Regions from separate parts of the Sus scrofa genome. Here region 1 is linked to region 2. Evidence: chromatin contacts called from public HiChIP or PLAC-seq data. All regions are on one chromosome and are shown on one strand. The core of a region is the stretch at or near the end of the contact, and the rest is flanking DNA. Distances in the headings are between cores, read along the strand shown.

Region 1 (4,822 bases), core at 561-3,060, 72 kb before region 2:
GCAGCCTGGTCAGTCTGGAGACTGGCTTGGGCATGTTAAGCTCCTTTGAGTTGGGGGGAGCACATTTTTGAGCAGACCAGAACTGGCAGACATTTGTAATGTATTTAGGAAAGAGGGTTTATTATTTTACCCTCTAATTCATAGCTATTGTGAAACATGCTAGCAGAAGTTGGGATATTTTTGCATGAAATTCTAATAATTTATGAACTCACACTGTCCTATAGCTGTATGAAAGCAACTAAACATCCTTGAGGGCCTTCTGTTTATTTTTGAAGGGTTTCAGTTATTTGTCTGTTAATTTGTCATGCCAGTTTAAAAGAAACTTCTGTCAGCTAAACTTTATTTTGGAATGCCTTGAATTACTATTGACTGAATGAAAATTGTTGTGCTCATAGGCCCTTAATATTTTTTTGTTTTTTTGTTTTTTCCCCTCCGGAAAGTTCCTTTTCCACAACTCAATGTCATTGGGGAGAAAATTGGTCCTGGTATAGCATTTGAAACCTTGACCTTAGCAACTCTTGGCCTGGGCTTGTTTACTACAGCTGCAGCCTATGTGTGTACAGAAAGGGAGGAACTGCAAACGGTGTGCACACTCTCTCCCCAGGCCAAGGGAAAAACAGATCGGGATGCTTGATCTGTTCATTCTGAAGAGCACCCATCAGGCATGTAATAGCGTTAGCGTTCTGGTCGTTTAAAAAAAAAATATATGTTCCTCGGGGATTACTTCCCAGCCTTCTGTGCAAGGTAAACACACATGCACTTCAGCAGACTTAGAGTGAGTTTTAGATGTTATAGCACGAAGCCGGCTGTTAGCAACTTAGTGAAATAATTTGGTCTTAAATATAGGTGTGTTTTCTCTCCGAGCAAAGATGACATAAGTGCTTAGGCCTCTAGGCCTTTATGACGGCATTTTGAACCAAGCCAGTGTGGGTTCATCTAGAGTGTTGAGTAACTTGACCAGTGAGGTGATGCTGTCAACTAGTTGAATATAGAAACGTCTTGGATGTTTTCACCACGATACAGAATGGAAAGTGTGGCATTTCATGTTTCTATGAATTAACATGAGACGAATCACTTTAAATCGGGGAGGGGGGGCGTCCAATGGTTTGTTATCTATATTGTGAGAGTGACAAACCCTTTAGTGTCAACGTCACCAAACGAGCTGTAGATGATTTGTGTATTAATACAACGTAGTTTGTATTCTGCAGAACTAGAAACGGCACAAACTCATTTGAAAAAGTTATGCCTTTTTTGACTAAATAAATTTCCTTATGCTTCCATGTTGATTCATGAACAAGAGCTAAAAATCCCCAAAGAGTTTTATTCTGAATCGACAGCACGGTTATGTTTTCCTTGTAGAAAACAACTTTCATTTTTGTAAACAATTCCTAAAATAGATTGCAGTCGCTTACCTTTATCATTTCCATTTGGAAAATACCATATGGTCCCAGAGTGGAAATAATCTGTATTTTTGCCCAGTGTTCATTTTCCATTTAAAATTCATGTGTATTTATTTTTTCAGAGTCCAAATTGTGTACGCCTTTCAGTCTTAAGTATGTGCACAATGTAAGGGTGAAAGTATTGCAATTAAATCACTGGCAACACCCAATAACCACAGCCTTAACTCATCCACCACAACTAGGGCTCTCAGAATCAAAATCTAAGTAAACAGATGGGCCTTGCCCTGTGCCCAGAAGGGCAGCAGCCTTAGGCTTTGTGAGACCTGCTTTGTGAGTGATTCTAGATCCCAGGCCCTTCTGGAGAACTGTGTGACTTCAACTGGCCAGAATTCATTGTCAGGGCGGGCCTACGGCAGCCACACCCCATCTGATGTCAGCTTTTGAGTTCTTGCGGTAGGGAACACATGCTGTGGATTAAATGGTTACTTTCTTTATATATTCTCAGTAATTATGTTACAAAAGGATTTTTCGGTTTTGGGTGTTTATTGTCATAAAAGTGGCTACTTGAGTAGTCCTGTTGCTCCATAAAAATTTGTTTTGGTCTGGCAGCAGATTACAGGATAGTTGCTCAAAGAATTCTGCTCTGGGATGGTCTTTCTTCCTGTCTTTTTTTTTTTTTTTTTTCATCTCAAAGTTAACTTTTATTTTGTTGCTGAATTTGATGGTAATAGTTTTGAATATTTATTACAGGCGTAATAATTGGACGGGTCCAAACAGTGTTGCTTTTTAGTGACAGATGCAGCAGCGGAAAGCCCTTGCTGCTGTGTTGCTATGTGGAAGATGAGGGGAAAAAAATTGCAGAGCTTTGGGATAGATTTCCCACCCCCATCAGAGGCACTAGAAGCTGCCGCTATTACAGCTTTGCTGGCCTCCACATCCAGGGATTGTGTTTCCTGTGCTTCATTCACCATGCTTAACGGTGTATATGGCTTTTCGCAATGATTGCTGGCGTGATATATCTGTATATACTACATATATAAATATATTCTCTATTTTAGATGTGTGTATATGCATAGTATTTATATTTATTATATTACATAATATTTTGTATTTATGAATGTGAGTTTTTGTATTCTCTAGTTATATTGGTATACACCCCATACCTACACCGTTCACATGATGACCATGAATTATGGTAAAGAGCCCCCTACCCACTTGAATAAAAAGGAGGAAAACAGGCAAAGTTTGTTTGTTTTGTTTTTTTTTTTTCAAGTTCTTTATTTAGTAGTAGTGTTCCCACTTTAGTTTCACAAGCAAACTTCTAACAAAACCTGAAATCAACCGTTCCCCAAAGAAAACAAACCCACAGACCTAAATGAGAACCAAGGTAAATGATTGTAAAAAAATGGCATAAATATCTGTAAAGAAAACCTTCATTCATTTCGTAATCGGGTATCTGCTAAGATTGTACATCCTGGAATCAGCACTGATTTAAGTGGCAGAGATAGCGCCGTTTGAGTCAGGCTCTCTTGCTTACTAACTCTGGATGACCTTGGTTCAATTTCTTAACTCCTCTATGTCTGTAAAATGGGAAAAATAATATGCAGTTTCCAGGGTTGTGGTGAGGGTACGATGAAATAACATAGGTAAAAATCACTTTGTGAGACTCTACAGTGCCGGTGTGGCAATTGATTTGGCAGGAAAACCAAGCCCCATCCCCCACCCCCTGCCCTAAAAGGGATGAACTTTCCAGCCTCTCAAAGTGAGCATATAAATTACACTTATGGAGAAGGAATTTCCGAGTGTGGGTAGAAAACTTCTGGCAGTCAAAGGTCATGAATTCCATTCCTGTCTCACTAGAGATTTGCTCTATGACCTTGAGAAAGTCACTCTTAAAAAAAGTCTCTCTGTAGCTGGTATAAAAGCTACTGACATTAACATTTATATAATGCAGGTGAAGTATCTGAGCTTTTCCACAGAAAACGACATGAAAATACAGTTTCCAAGATCATTTACAGAAAATAGAAAATAAAGATCAACAAGGATTATTTAGAGATTATAAACCTCCAGGCTACTTCTTCAGTGAGTCAACTGAAACTTCTATCAAGTGGTCATTAAAAATGCCCTTAAATTTTTTTTTATGGAATCATTAAATTTGTGCTGTTGTACTATAATTTAGAACAGTCTATTGAACTGCAAATCCCTGGTTAAGCCAAGATTTTGTTGATTAAGCTATGCCTGATTTATGGCTTGGTCTCTTGGTTAGACTGAAACGTGGTTGCAACACAACACTGCACAATTAAGAGAGGTTGATGATGGAGATCTTAAATGGGTATTTGCAAATTTATTGCACATGTTTTATTTATATGCACACATTTTCTGCCACGTACATTTTTTTAAAACACATTTTTGAGAAAATTACCAACACTAATAATTGACATAATTTCTCCCCAGCTACGTTTTCTCCGGTTAAGAAACAAACATTTTTTTTTTCCACACACTGCTTCCATACTCTACGCTTGCAGGAGCAAAGGAACAGACTCAAACTAGCTCATCAGTATAACTCTTTCCATGTCACACACACACACCTTGCCAGCTTTCTGTGACACTCTTCTTTATCATCCCTTTCTTGAAGAGTACACCAGGTGTGGAGTTCCCGTCACGGCTCAGCTGTTAACAAACCTGAGTTGTATCCATGAGGACCTGGGTCCGATCCCTGGCCCCGCTCAGTGGGTTAAGGATCCAGTGTTGCTGTGAGCTGTGGTGTAGGTCATACATGCGGCTCAGAAATGGGTTGCTGTGGCTGTGGTGTAGGTCAGCTGCTGTAGCTCCAATTCAGCCCCTAACCAGGGAATCTCTGTATGCCTTGGGTGCAGCCCTAAAAAGACAAAAAAAAAAAAAAGAATACACTGGGTGCTAGTCTGTAGTTTGTGGTCCCGTAGCACACGATAGTCCTTCTTCTGGTATAACTGCTTGTTGATTTGTCTTGTCCCTTCCCAATAATGAGCCCTGGAGAGCAGGAAATGAATTGTCTTCATAGTTAGTTTCCTGGCCTCTAACATAATGACTGATCATATAGTGCAAAAATACTTATTGAAAGAACAGTTTGAGGAGTAGAGTCCATATGACTGTCCTTTCAGTAGCTAAGTGCCAATATCATGGTCATTTTCTACCTAAGCCTTTTCACCTCTAATACATATATTTGACTCTATTAGCTATTCCACAACTCACTACATTTACCTGAAAATTATTTTCTTCTTGCTTTTACTCATTGGCAAATAAAAACAAAAACAAGAATGTATCATGTCAACGTTGCAGAATGTTTTTGAGGATAAACTTGTCCTAATGCCCGTAAAGCACCCAGTATGTAGAATCCTGGACATGTTTAGTGCTCAGTAAAAATCAGTCTGCTCCAAAGGTAC
Region 2 (4,713 bases), core at 112-2,611:
CTTGTGGTCACTGCAGTGGGAAGCGAAAAACTCTGTGTGGGGAAATTATAACCATTAAAAGAAAATTTGGTAATCAAACATGAAAGAACACCTCTTTCACTCATGAAATGCCTTTACTTTTTTTGTGTGTTTGTTTTCGTTTTTTTAATTTCAAAATCCATTTGAGCATTCCTCACTAATAAAGCTTGCTGCGATGGCAAAAAACGGCTTTCAGAGGCCCTTAGTCAGCTTAGGCTGATTAGGTGTAGTGGTAATTAATTCTTACTTTGATACCTCGTTGGCCTTCTTACTTGCGGAAAAGGAGTAAACATGAGAAATAGGATTTTAAAAGATGTGGGTGGTTATAAGCTATGCCGCATGTTCTTCAGAAAGATATGTGGCCCTAAAATTAATGCGATGAGAACTTGTTGTATGAAGTTGGTTTACCCAGCGGGTTTTAAAAATGTTTTAATTGGAATTCCTGTCTTGGCTCAGTGGAAACGAATGTGACTAGCATTCACGAGGACGCAGGTTCGATCCCTGGCCTCGCTTAGTGGGTTAAGGATCTAGTGTTGCCATGAGCTGTGGTGTAGGTCACAGACTCGGCTTGGACCTGGTGTTGCTGTGGCTGTGGTGTAGGCCAGCAGCCACAGCTCCTATTCGACCCCTAGCCTGGGAACCTCCGAATGCTGTAGGTGTGGCCCTACAAAGACAAAAAAAAAAACCTTTTCATTAAACATATTTATACATTTTTTAAGTTGATTTTTATTTTATGTTGGCTTATGAAATCTACCATGTTGTCTGTACAGCAGAAATTGTCAAAACATTGTAAATCAACTCAAACAGAAAAAAGAAAAAATCTTACCAAAAAAATCTATGATGTTGTATCAGTTTAAGGTGGACAGCAAAGTTATTCAGTTATACATATGCATCTATCTCTTCTTTTATGGAAGCAGTTTTGATGTCCTTAAAGTTGAGTGTAAAGACAAAAAAAAACAAGCCAAAAACAAAACCCATTTAGGTTTTGTATGCTTCGTATTGGCTGTCAGTTAGCTCTTTTCATCAGACCGTCTGACAGCGTTTTGAAATGTGGGCATTAGGTTTGTGCCCACTCTCACCTCAGTGAGGAGCCTTCTTCCAGAGTCCACATGAAACGAAAGGTTCATCTTAGGGGGTGGTGGGCAAGGCAGAACTCCCTCGCCTTAAGGAGCAGCCGGTGCGAGCATTCTGCCAACTGGCTGGTTTGTGAGAATGAGTGAAGTCATCAAGGCCAGAGCTATTTTCATGCACGGACACGGAGCTCCGGGGCAGCTGGAGGTGCTGCACAGATGAAGAGGTTTTCAGAAGCAGAAAATTTCCCTGCTGACTGATAGCATCCCCGCTTCCCACCGGCGGGGGCCTCTGACATCTCCAGGCAGCACTAGGTCTGGTGTAATAGCCCAGACAGAGGAGGGATGGGGGAGTGTTTCTAGCCTTTCCCGGTTATCCAAAGCCAGGTCTCCATATCAAGATGCCAGGACCGCCCTCCAGGATAGGTGGCCCCCTTGGTCAGGAAAATAGGGGTGGTGCACAGCTGGAGGTGCAGGCTTCTGTTCATGGAGCAAGACAGATTCTTTTTCCTTTTTTTTTTTTTTCCTATTTCTTTTACTCAAAAAGGTCAGAAATGCAAAGGCTGCCCTTTGTGCTGACACCATCCTGTAGGAGATTAGGAGCAGAGTAAAGGAAGTGGGATGTGCATCATGTATAATTTATCAGCACATTGAAAACAAATTGAACAGCACGCTGGACAGTCAACCACTGCACAACAGCACCGATGTGGGAGAAAATGCCTTTCTCAAACCCTTAAGAAAAAGATCGATCACTTGTAAAACCAATTTTTTGGTGTAATCCGAACTGCGTTTTCCCATTCTGATCCTGAACTCTGCCTTGTGGGTTCTGCCACTAAAGAGCCTTCAGAAATGCATAAATGAATATGTGATGAGAGAATCATCTACCGGATGCTGTTTTAACCACTTCCGAAAGGATCTAAAAGTGTACACCGAGCTCCGGCCCTTCAGTGACTTCAAAAAAGTCCAGATACATCCACCAAATGGAGATAAATTTAGCGATAATGAGATACTAAGTTGGCGCCTAAGACAGTCACTCCTTTTCAGCTTCACTGATGCAAGGATTTTCAATTCAAGAAGCAAGAGGTATCGCCTGATAAGTAGTTTCCTACAATAGGAGTGAATCAAAGCAGACCCTCTTCAGCATGAGTGCACTCAGGGGTCATGACTGTGGAAGCTGCCATGATTCAACCCTGTTGAGCAATGGGCCGTCAGAGACAGGAAGCTGCCTTGTTTATTCAAAGTAGGTACCACAGTCTCAGCCCGCTGAGCAAGGTTTTGCAGGCACTTTCATTCTGAATAGGAAGCCCTGGTGCAAGCAAAAACCAAAAAGCCAAAGTACTTGGGATAGGTGTTGATACCGTACTAAGGCTTTCAAGCTCTTGTTTATTTTCTTAATATTTTTAATTAAAAAGGCACAACCTTTACATTTCTTTTTCAGTAACAGTTAACAGTTTAGCAAAGCTCTCATGTAAGTCAGGATTGGACAGAGTGCATGGCCTGCATTTCTACAATGCTTGATGAATTCAAAGTTAATGAAACCTTGATGCAGGGAGGTGTGGCTTCCTTCAGACTCTTCCAAAAGGCGTATATTCAGAGGTTTCTGCTGTGTGTCAGCAGGACAAAATCACCATTGCCTTAGGATTTCTGGGCAAGTGGGGGAGGGATTGCAGAGTAATTTGATAGAATTGGGGGCATCATTTGGAACATTTTCAATTACAGATGAAGAAAGTAATACTGCAAAGCGTCTTTCTTTCCTGATAATATCATAATCTAAGAATTATCATGGAAGTTAGATGAATGAATCCAACTGAGAGTTGCTTCTGTTCAGTATTAGACTTGTTATTTGGGGGGGGGATTAAGAAAAACTATAGTAATCTTAAATGAAAGCTTTCCTAGATATAATTTACTCTTTCTCTGAAGGCTAAAAGGAACTTGAGGATCATGAAATCTGGTATCGTTTTGAAAAGCCAGGCTTGAGATCTAACTTCCTCCTTATTGCTCTGGGACCAAGGGCACATAACATATCTGGGGCCTCTGTTTCCTCGTTTGTAAGATGACCTTAATTAAAAGAATCTCCCTGAAAGGATTGTTGTGACATTTTGAAAGAATAACTCTGAAAGGCCCTAGTGTGATGTCTAGTATGTAGAAAGAGCAAAATAAAGGTGGCCCGTTCGTATGATGACTAATAATGTTATTTTCTTCTTCCTCAAGGCTCTCATTTGAAAGATTCATTTTCACTTCCGTCTGACTATTGGACCACGGTCTGCATTTGGTCCACCACCCTCACCTCTGGTACTGGAAAATAATTTTCCTTCTGGTGGTCTGAAATGAAGGCTCTAGCAGTAATAAAGATCAGTAAGTTAAAACCTGTGAATAGAGGTCATCAAACATTTCAGAGGCGATAATAGGGACAACCCCAAGTTCAGAAGAGCAGGTTTCACTCATGGTCATTTTATATATTAAGAACTCCTCTTTCCTGCTTTTACCTCTTGATCTTGGCCATACAGGGGTATGCATTTTCATATGCAGTTTTTGCATCCTTTTAATAAATGATTGCTGCTGCTGCTGCTGCTGCTATTTAAAGGATGACGAAGTTACGAGGTGTATCTCTTGGTACCTGTTTTAGAGATGCGAAAACCAAGGCTCTGAGACACTTGTTAAAAAGTGGCTGAATTAACTGTGCTTCACTTTTTGTTTTTCTCTCCTCCTGTGTCTCCACCTCTTTCTTCCTCTGATTCTGCTCCTCACTGTACCTTCTTGGCTTTGTTCCTTTTCACCCTTCATTTTGTTCTTCTCCCTTTGTGTGTTACTCTTCCCCTTATTTTATTTTTTCTCATTTCCCTTATGTATATCAAAAATAATTTTTAAGAAGTTGCTGTCTCTCATGGTTTTTTAAGATTTTTATACCTGTTTTTAAAGATAGTTATCGATTTTCTTTTAAAGCTGTCGAATTAAGTTGCCCTTTGGGAGTTCCCGCTGTGGTACAGTGGGTTGAGGATCTAGCAGTGGAGCGAGTCTGATCCTGTCTCTGCAGTGGAGCGAGTCTGATCCCTGGCCCGGTGCAGTGGCTTAAGGATCCAGTGTTGCTGCAGCTGTGGCGTAGGTCTCAATTGTGGCTTTGATTTGATCCCTGGCCCGGGAATTTCCATATGCCATAGGTGCAGCCAAAAAAAAAAAAAAAAGTTGCACTTTGGCCAGTGATTTCACTTGCCTCCCGGGCATGACTACCTGACAGGAAACGTAGTTATTCTTTTGGTTACTCTTGGATAAGAGAAAGAGGCAACTCACTGATACACATCTTGGAATTTTTCGTTTTCACTGATAGACAATTCAACGTTCACTAACAAGTGGTCTGGTTTTAAAAGACATCGTAGAGTAATTACCATTTTGATTGTTTTAAATCTGTCTTCTCAGAGTTCAAAACCTGCTGTAACCTATTCTTGGAGAGTCCAGTGAATTAAGTTGGACCCTTTTCAAAGGCAACCGGAAGAGGTCAGAGCTCCCTCCCGGGCTCCGGGGCTGGGCAGAGGCTGTGCACAGCTGGCCCCCAGCCTGCTTCTGTGTGACCATCTCACACGGGCTGTCCCTTTACAGTTTGTACCTGCCCCCTCCCCATGTAACCCCT

Evidence for each region. HiChIP or PLAC-seq counts read pairs in DNA pulled down with a chosen protein or histone mark.
Region 1: an H3K27ac HiChIP or PLAC-seq map of skeletal muscle shows a contact between it and region 2. The contact joins two enhancer-like sites. A contact is called at or near these places in 1 of 5 promoter capture datasets (liver), 9 of 47 Hi-C or Micro-C datasets (embryonic fibroblasts, fetal heart ventricle, fetal skeletal muscle and 3 more) and 1 of 2 datasets of contacts at active chromatin or transcription factors (skeletal muscle).

What each region holds. Positions count from the first base shown.
Region 1 is chr11:46,452,414-46,457,235 of Sscrofa11.1, reverse strand. It overlaps a transcript of KLF12 not described here. Among named protein-coding and RNA genes, the nearest start is that of KLF12, 150 kb to the right of the region's middle. Within about 2 kb of position 1,810, at least 19 of the 83 cell types and tissues checked have an H3K27ac peak or open chromatin away from gene starts, as enhancers often do. A contact at or near this core is called in skeletal muscle, where this site is marked.
Region 2 is chr11:46,379,754-46,384,466 of Sscrofa11.1, reverse strand. It overlaps a transcript of KLF12 not described here. Among named protein-coding and RNA genes, the nearest start is that of KLF12, 74 kb to the right of the region's middle. Within about 2 kb of position 1,361, at least 27 of the 83 cell types and tissues checked have an H3K27ac peak or open chromatin away from gene starts, as enhancers often do. A contact at or near this core is called in skeletal muscle, where this site is marked.